Linked DNA regions of Pan troglodytes: region 2 is linked to region 1. The links are chromatin contacts, called in public HiChIP or PLAC-seq maps. All regions are on one chromosome and are shown on one strand. The core of a region is the stretch at or near the end of the contact, and the rest is flanking DNA. Distances in the headings are between cores, read along the strand shown.

Region 1 (4,319 bases), core at 1,217-3,716:
GAGGCAGGACAATCAATTGAACCTGGGAGATGGAGGTTGCAGTGAGCCGAGATTGCGCCATTACACTCAAGCCTGGGCGACAAGAGCAAAACTCTGTCTCAAAAAACAAACAAACAAAAAACAGCTTACACTTACTGAGCCCTTACCACAAGCTGAGCCCTTCGCTAAAGGCATTAGAAATAGCAATTCATTGACTTTTCGTATAATTTCCAAGAGGTACCTTCATTATTTGTGCTTGACAGATGTGGAAACAGAGGCACAGAGACAGTTAAGGGATTCGTTCAAGGTTAAACAGCTAGCAAGTAGAGGAGTTAGCACTGGCCAGGCGCAGTGGCTCACGCCTATAATCTCAGCACTTTGGGAGGCCACAATGGGTGGATCACTTGAGGCCAGGAGTTCGAGACAGCGTGGCCAACATGGTGAAACCCCGTCTCTACTAAAAATACAAAAATTAGCCAGGCATGGTGGCACACGCCTGTAATCCCAGCTACTCGGGAGGCTGAGGCAGGAGAATCACTTGAACCCGGGAGGTGGAGGTTGCAGTGAGCCAAGATCGTGCCACTGCACTCCAGCCTGGGCAACAGAACAAGACTCTGTCTCAGAAAAAAAAAAAAAAAAAAGTTAGAATTGAAAGGCAAGTGATTTGGCACCAGGCATAGTAGCTCAACCCTGAAATCCCCAGCACTTTAGGAGACCAGGGTGGGAGGAGTGCTTGAGGCCAGGAGTTCGAGACCAGCCTGGGCAACACGGCAAGACCCCTAATTCTACGAAAAAAAATTTCAAATTACCCAGGCATGGTGGCACACGCTGGTAGTCTTAGCTACTTGGGAGGTTGAGACAGGAGGATCACTTGAGCCCAGGAGTTCAAGGCTGCAGTGAGCACGATTGCGCCACTGCACTCCAACCTGCATTACAGAGTGAAACTTTCTCAAAAAAACTAAAATAAAGGCAAGTGATTTGGTTCCTGGTTAAGGCAAGCAGGCTGGAATGGAAAAGCAGCCATGGGCCGGGCACAGTGGCTCACGCCTGTAATCCCAGCACTTTGGGAGACCGAGGCGGGCGGATCACGAGGTCAGGAGATGGAGACCGTCCTGGCTAACACGGTGAAACCCCGTCTCTACTAAAAATACAAAAAATTAGCTGGGCATGGTAGTGGGCGCCTGTAGTCCCAGCCACTCGGGAGGCTGAGGCAGGAGAATGGCGTGAACCCAGAGGCGGAGCTTGCAGTGAGCTGAGATCGTGCCACTGCACTCCAGCCTGGACGACAGAACGAGATTCCATCTCAAGAAAAAAAAAGAAAAAAAAGAAAAGCAGTTATGATCACCAAAGATCAGTCAGACCTAGAGGCCTCTTCTCTCATCCCGGAACGTGTACCTCGTAGAACTTTTGGCTTTCCAGGATACTATACATATTAAGGTCCTGATATTAATGCACAGGTCCAGCATGGGATTCACATCCTCAAGGACTTGGCCACCTGCACTTCTGAGTTGTCTTTGAGTGGCCCCAAACTGGATCTTTGCAGGTTCCAGACTAGTGGGGCTGGTAGGACAATCTTTGAAGCTAGACCAGTTACTGGGCCTCTCAGGAAGAGGCACCCACAACCACCATCCTGAACTAAGGTCTGAGCTGGAGGTTCTCCATTTGGTCAAGTGCCAGTTGGTGAATTCCAAGAGTATCAGAGATATCTGAAAGTGACTCAGACCCTCTATGGGACTATGGGTGGTCCTTTTGCTTATTTTTCTAATTGTTCTACAACAAAATGTGTTATTTTTGTGATTACAAAGAGTATATGTCTAGAGGCTGGGTTGCCAGGTGCATTCTATTTATTGGTATCACACTGGTCTTTGCTTTATAATTACAGTATTTGTTAAAATACAAATTTGTTTAAAGACTTTCCTCTGTGTATGCTCTCTTCCACAATTTTCAAAGTGTTTAATAAGGTGCACATATTTGGTTTTCTTTTTTTTCTTTTCTTTTTTTTGAGACGGAGTTTCGCTCTTGTTGCCCAGGCTAGAGTGCAATAGCGCGATCTCGGCTCACCGCAACCTCCGCTCCCGGGTTCAAGCGAGTCTCCTGCCTCAGCATCCCGAGTAGCTAGGATTACAGGCATGCGCCACCACGTCCGGCTAATTTTGTATTTTTAGTAGAGATGGGGTTTCTCCATGTTGGTCAGGCTGGTCTCGAACTCCCGACCTCAGGTGATCCACCCGCCTCAGCCTCCCAAAGTGCTGGGATTACAGGCGTTGAGCCACCGATCCCGGCCTGTTTTTCAGTCTCTAATACACTGTTCCGCGTCCCTAGCATAGTAGCTGTTTTCTGTAAATTCGGAGCGAAGTTGACTGCAAACCCCGCCGGGTTCACCGGCCTGGGCGGCGTGGACTTCAAGCCCCAGGAGGCATTGCGGCCGGCACATCGGGAACTACGGCGTCTGAGAAGGGGGCCGGGCCCTCCGGTCCTTTCCCTCCCAGAAGCCCGCGGGCGGCTCGGAACGCTGTTTCTATCATGGCCGCGGGAGCCGGGACGGCGGGCCCCGCTTCCGGCCCGGGCGTCGTGCGTGACCCAGCGGCGTCACAGCCGAGGAAGCGGCCCGGCCGGGAGGGCGGGGAGGGCGCGCGGCGATCGGACACGATGGCGGGAGGAGGCGGGAGTAGCGACGGCAGCGGGCGGGCAGCTGGCAGGCGGGCGTCCCGCAGTAGCGGGCGGGCCCGGCGGGGGCGCCACGAGCCGGGGCTGGGGGGCCCGGCGGAGCGCGGCGCGGGGGAGGCACGGCTGGAAGAGGCAGTCAATCGCTGGGTGCTCAAGTTCTACTTCCACGAGGCGCTGCGGGCCTTTCGGGGTAGCCGGTACGGGGACTTCAGACAGATCCGGGACATCATGCAGGGTGAGGGCCGGGCCGGGGGAAGGGGGTTGGAGCGCTGGGGAAGGGGGTCCGGGGGACCGGGAGTCGGGACTGGGGGTCGCCCAGCCAACGATGTCTTCTCTCCCAGCTTTGCTTGTCAGGCCCTTGGGGAAGGAGCATACCGTGTCCCGATTGCTGCGGGTTATGCAGTGTCTGTCGCGCATTGAAGAAGGGGAAAATTTAGGTATGGCTATTTTTGTGTTCTTCTCTGGGCTTACTTGCGTAGGGTTTTGTTTTAAAACTTATATCTAGAACTGAAGGATTCCAGGTTAAAGTGCGATAGTTTCCATCAGAGTGGTCTTTTTCATTCTACGGTGGGTCTGTTTTCTGGCTCGACTGGCTCTAGTTTTCTCCGGTTAAGGTTGTCTTGGCTGCTTTTCTGTGTTTTTTAAAAATCTTCTCCCACCTGTTAATTGCTCACCCCAACTTTGCTCCTATCTGAAGTGAGTTATGTTCATATGGACATCTTTTTTCCCCCATGGTAGAGAGTTTTTCAGAGTGGAAGTACTCTGACATTTTTCCCCTCTGAATTTAACTTGAAAGCTATTTAGCTGTTGTCAGTTTCTTGCCACTCGTATCTGAGGAGGATGGGTATATTCTGAATTTGAGAGGCAAATGCATGTATTTAAAAATAATTTTTTTGCCTGTCTTGACAGGTGTTAAAAAATGGTCACGTTAAATTCATTGATTTGAATTTGGACCCTTATCGTGTATGTCAACCTGTAGCAAATATGTCAAAAAATTAAATGCAAATCTTACCATATTTGCATGCTCCATTTCCATAAATATATATATATAACTTTTGGACATAACTTTTTTACCCTTAGAAAAGAGCTTAAAATGAAAACTGTGCTTTGTCCTAGACTGTTCCTTTGATATGGAGGCTGAGCTCACACCACTGGAATCAGCTATCAATGTGCTGGAGATGATTAAAACGGAATTTACACTGACAGAAGCAGTGGTCGAATCCAGTAGAAAACTGGTCAAGGAAGCTGTAAGGCTCTATTTTTATATCTTTTTTCTTTGACCAAAAATCAAGGGTCTTTGAGGATACAGCACTTACTCTTTACTGTGTGGGGCAGAGGAAAACAGCAATGGGGAGAGATTGAGCAAGCAAGAAAGCGCACACACAGACGTTATCTCTTCAGGTGTCTCCTTTCCCACCCAGGCTTGGGAAGTAACGGCAGTTGCTCAGTTTTTGTGATTTGGGTGGTCTTCCTTGTGGCTTTGGCATTGAAGCTCTGACATTTTGGAGGTTACTGCACCATTCGGGAGCACTCTACAAGGGCCTTAAGTAACTCTGGCCTAGGGTTTGGTCACCCTTGTTTATAATAAACCAAGGAGATAAACTGGGGCTTTGGAAAATGTGGTACTGACTTTGAGTTCTTTCTGTCTGCAGAAAGAGGGGCATAGAGAATAT
Region 2 (4,020 bases), core at 1,402-3,901, 180 kb before region 1:
TTAAAATGGTACTTTGCTGACCTTCCAATAGTCCAGCTCTATGAAAATTCTGTGATGGGTGTAACTTCAGAGAATCTGAAAAACACAAAAAGCATTAGGTACTTTTTATGCTGAATGAGGAAAAAAATGCCAAGGATAGCATACATCTTTTATATAACTGCAATGTGTGTGTATATATATATACATACATACACACACACACACACACACACACACACACACACACATATATATATACACACACACACACACACATTTTGAAACGGAGTTTCGTTCTTTCTGCCCAGGCTGGAGTGCAATGGTGCGATCTCGGCTCACCGCAACCTCCGCCTCCTGGATTCAAACGGTTCTCCTGCCTCAGCCTCCCGAGTAGCTGGGATTACAGGCATGCACCACCACGCCCGGCTAATTTTGTATTTTTAGTAGTGACGGGGTGACGGGGTTTCTCCAAATTGGTCAGGCTGGTCTCAAACTCCCGACCTCAGGTGATCCAACTGCCTCGGCCTCCCACGGTACTGGGGAATACAGGCGTGAGCCACCGCGCCCGGCCAACTGCAGTGTATTTTTAAGCGCTAAAGCCCATATTTGTGAATATATTCCCCGCAAAAGAGGCTGAATTGTCTCTACATTGGTCTCGAAGCTAAACTTAGATTTTCATAAAGTATATGTTTCATGGAAAATTATCTGATGATTACTCCCCAAATGGTGTTAATGTCTTGGCTATTTTTAGCACTCAATTCTAACACATTAGCCCTGCTCTAAGAATCATCTCTTGATATGTCTCTTTTTTTTTTTTTGACATTCAAAACTACAATATTTCTAAAGTACCTCAGGTAATGTTGCCCGAAAAACATCCTACAGGATGGTGGCTGCCAACTAAAGTCAATGGAGCAACAGACAATGGCTACAATTACTAAGTAGGACTCTGTGTACAAAATCAATGGTCAGTCTGTAAAGTCCAGCACCTTTCAGAGTAAACCATCTCACTCTGATTCACTTAAACAATTTAGATACACTAGTAGGAAGGTGAAGTCCCTTTTTTGGAGGGGGTGGAATAAGCAAATGGATGGATACATCAAACCAAAAGCAGAAGAAACACCTACATTTTTTTTTACACGGTGAAATGAATAGTTAACAACCCAGTTATGTCTTTTGCCCCCTCCCGGTGGTTTAAAAAGCGGTAAAGAGCGCAGTGAGAATATTTTGGTTTTGAAGCCCCTTGCACAGGGAACCTCTTCTGACACATTCTTGTGGTGTCCAGTATAGGAATTTCACCTGAGTAGGGATCAGCTCCAGTGCTAATATTTCAGATGCTGGGAATCCCCTGCAGGCCTTAGCCAAAAGAGTTCTTAAATGAAAAGTCTCTGCCTGAGCTCCCTCCCTGCAACCAGCCCTTGAACGGAAAAGCAGAGAAAATTCTCAAAGGACAGCGTCTGTGCCTGGGCTGGTCCTCCTGGGAGAGGAGAGGAATAAAACCAATCCAGAGAGGGCACCCCCATCTTTGTAAAGGAGAAGGGAGAAGTAATTAGAATGCCACGGAGGTGGGAAGAGAAAAAAAAAAGAAAAGAAAATTCGGGCCCTTTCCATCGGGCCCTTTCCAGCAAGAAGATGACGAGGAAAGGAAGAACGCCTGGTCGAGGGGGGCTGTCCCAACATGGGGAGGGAGTGGACTAGGCCGGAGGGAGAGGGGGTGGAACGACGGCGCAAAAACAAGCTGGAAGGGGAGGAAAATGGTGACCCTGCACCCAGAACCGGCTCCAGGCCACGCCGCCCGCTTGGGGGCAACTTTGCTGGGGAGGAGGGTCCCGGTAAGAGAAGACGCGGCGCCCCGATCGCGGTGGCCCCAGCGCGGGGCCCAGTCTGGGGCCATCCCCGAGCCCGGGAGGCCGGGGCCGGCGGCTCGCGGAGCCTGGCGGGGCCGGACGGGCTGAGAGCGGCTAGGAGCGACCGGTGCCGCAGAGCCCCGGGGGCCGACGGAATCTGGGCCCCGAGCGGCCGGCGGCTCCGCGGGGGAGGGGCCGCCACTGTTCCGCCCGCTCCCTCCACCGTCACCCCGATCCCTTCGGCCTCTGCCCGCTCCGGCCAAAGAAGCCATGGGGGTCGCGGCTCAGCCGCCCCCGGCAGGACGGGGACCCCTCGCCTCCCCTGGCCCTGTCTCCCTGTCTCCCCGCCCCCACGCCCCACCCCCCACCCCCCAGCCTGACTCACCTCGCGAGTAGAGGGACTTGGGCGATTCCAGGTCTAGGTCCGCGCTGAGCAATGAGATGAAGTCCGAGGGCATCGCAGCTCGACCCAGCCCGGCCCGAGGGCAGCGGGAGGGGGGGAGCGGCGGTGGCGGCGGCACCTCCTCTCCGGGACCGCGGGCACCGAACCGGGGGCGGCGACGCGAGGGCGGCTGCCGCTGCCTCCTCCTCGAGGGTAGTGACTTCCACTGGGCCGAGGACCGAGGAAACGATGGCGAGGTGGAGGGGGAAATCCACGGGGACTGATTCTCGGTGACCAGGAGAGGGGTTCAGGACGGGGAAGGGGAAGGGGGAGAGCCAAAGGGTCCGTTTCGTGTTTCTCCTCAGCGAAAACTGACGGTCGCCGCCACCGCCGCCGCCGCTGACAGGAATCTGAGCCCCGCCCCCGTGGGGCACAGCGCAGGCGCGGAGGGGGGTGCCAGGGAGCGCGGAAGAGCCGCGGCGGCCCCCGGAGGGCGGGGAGGCGTGCCAGGGAACAGCAGCAACAAGGGCCTCGCTTCCTGCCGCCGCGGCCCGGGCTGCTGCTGTTCCTGAGCCGGGAAAGGGCCCCGCTGCCAGGGTGGGAGGGAGGGAGGCTGGGAGGTGGCCGCGCGCTGGGGCCCCGGGGAGGGAAAAGGTATTTGCAACGACCTGGTGGCGGCGAGCCTGAGGCGGCCGGCCCCGAGCAGAGCTGAGCGCAGGAGACAGAGCCGGGAGAAGCGAGAGGTCTGCGCGAGCCGGGCACGGACCCCAGAGGCCGGCGGCGGACGGGCCTGGCTGGCCCGGGGTCTCGCAGGGGACCGGAGTGTCATCGCCCGGACAGCCGCCAACCCTTTGGGGTTTGCCTAGCAGTGTGTACAAAGGGACTGTCAAACCCATTTCTTAATTAGGAAATGGCAAACCGTAGCCCAAAAACCTCGAGTTATTGATTTTTAATTAAAGTGCTTTCTCCCCTAACACTCCCCTCCTACCTTTGGAGGCTGAAATTTTTTTTAAAAAAAAGATCTCTCTGATTGTGCTGGGGCATCCGGGTTATTCGGAGTGGGACATAGAAGACAATTAAAAAATTGGATCATGTGAATCCACCTGGCTGTTCTAGAGGAAAAACAAGTAAAAAGCAAACCTCAACGCTACTCTTCCAAACAGTTTTTCTTTTTTCTGATTCTTTTTTTTTTTTTTCCTTTTGGACTAGGCAAGGATGGAGGAAGAACGCATTTAACTGAGTTTTTGCTCTTGCTCTTCTGTTCGTGGAGCCAAAAGTTTCCGTTGCAAAAATTTAAAATCCTCACCGACACCGCAGAGCGTTTTCTGATTCTAATAGACTTCTGAGAAATTTTTAATCAAGTTATTGAAATATTACCTGGAGTGCAGGGTGTGCATCTTGGGAAGTAATTTTAATCTTGTGTGGAATATTGATGCCAGTAGCCACGTGGGCAAGGTTTTTAAGCTATTCGAATGGTTTCGTTTTTTATCTACAAGGATAGTTACAAATCATGAAAATCAGTCTGTTGTAATATGTGTATGTGTATATATATGCACACATATATATACATACATATATACACACATATATACATATATAGAGAGAGACTTTTTCCCATGAAATTGAGCAGTTCTCGGGACTTGGAGTGCTAGGGTTGGGGTAAGAAGCTCTCAGCAAAGGAGGGCCCAGTACAGATGTCGCTGAGGCAAGGCCCTTTACAAAGTTTTACCTGTAGACCTAGAATTTAAACGTGTGTCATCAGAGCTCACCTATCTTTCATCTCAACATTTGATTCAGGTTGCCCAGTTGTCTTCA

Evidence for each region. HiChIP or PLAC-seq counts read pairs in DNA pulled down with a chosen protein or histone mark.
Region 2: a contact with region 1 is called in an H3K4me3 HiChIP or PLAC-seq map of stem cell-derived excitatory neurons, with 2.3 times the contacts expected there. The contact joins the promoter of NFAT5 here to the promoter of TERF2 in region 1. A contact is called at or near these places in 1 of 7 Hi-C or Micro-C datasets (stem cell-derived neural progenitor cells) and 1 of 1 datasets of contacts at active chromatin or transcription factors (stem cell-derived excitatory neurons).

The regions. Positions count from the first base shown.
Region 1 is chr18:67,432,841-67,437,159 of NHGRI_mPanTro3-v2.0_pri, reverse strand. It overlaps TERF2 (telomeric repeat binding factor 2), which reads left to right and starts at 2,466. Exons shown (of 10, transcript XM_016930077.3): 1 at 2,466-2,881; 2 at 2,988-3,083; 3 at 3,763-3,893. The coding sequence starts at 2,503.
Region 2 is chr18:67,612,915-67,616,934 of NHGRI_mPanTro3-v2.0_pri, reverse strand. NFAT5 (nuclear factor of activated T cells 5) reads right to left here and starts at 2,651. Exons shown (of 15, transcript XM_063797336.1): 1 at 2,209-2,651.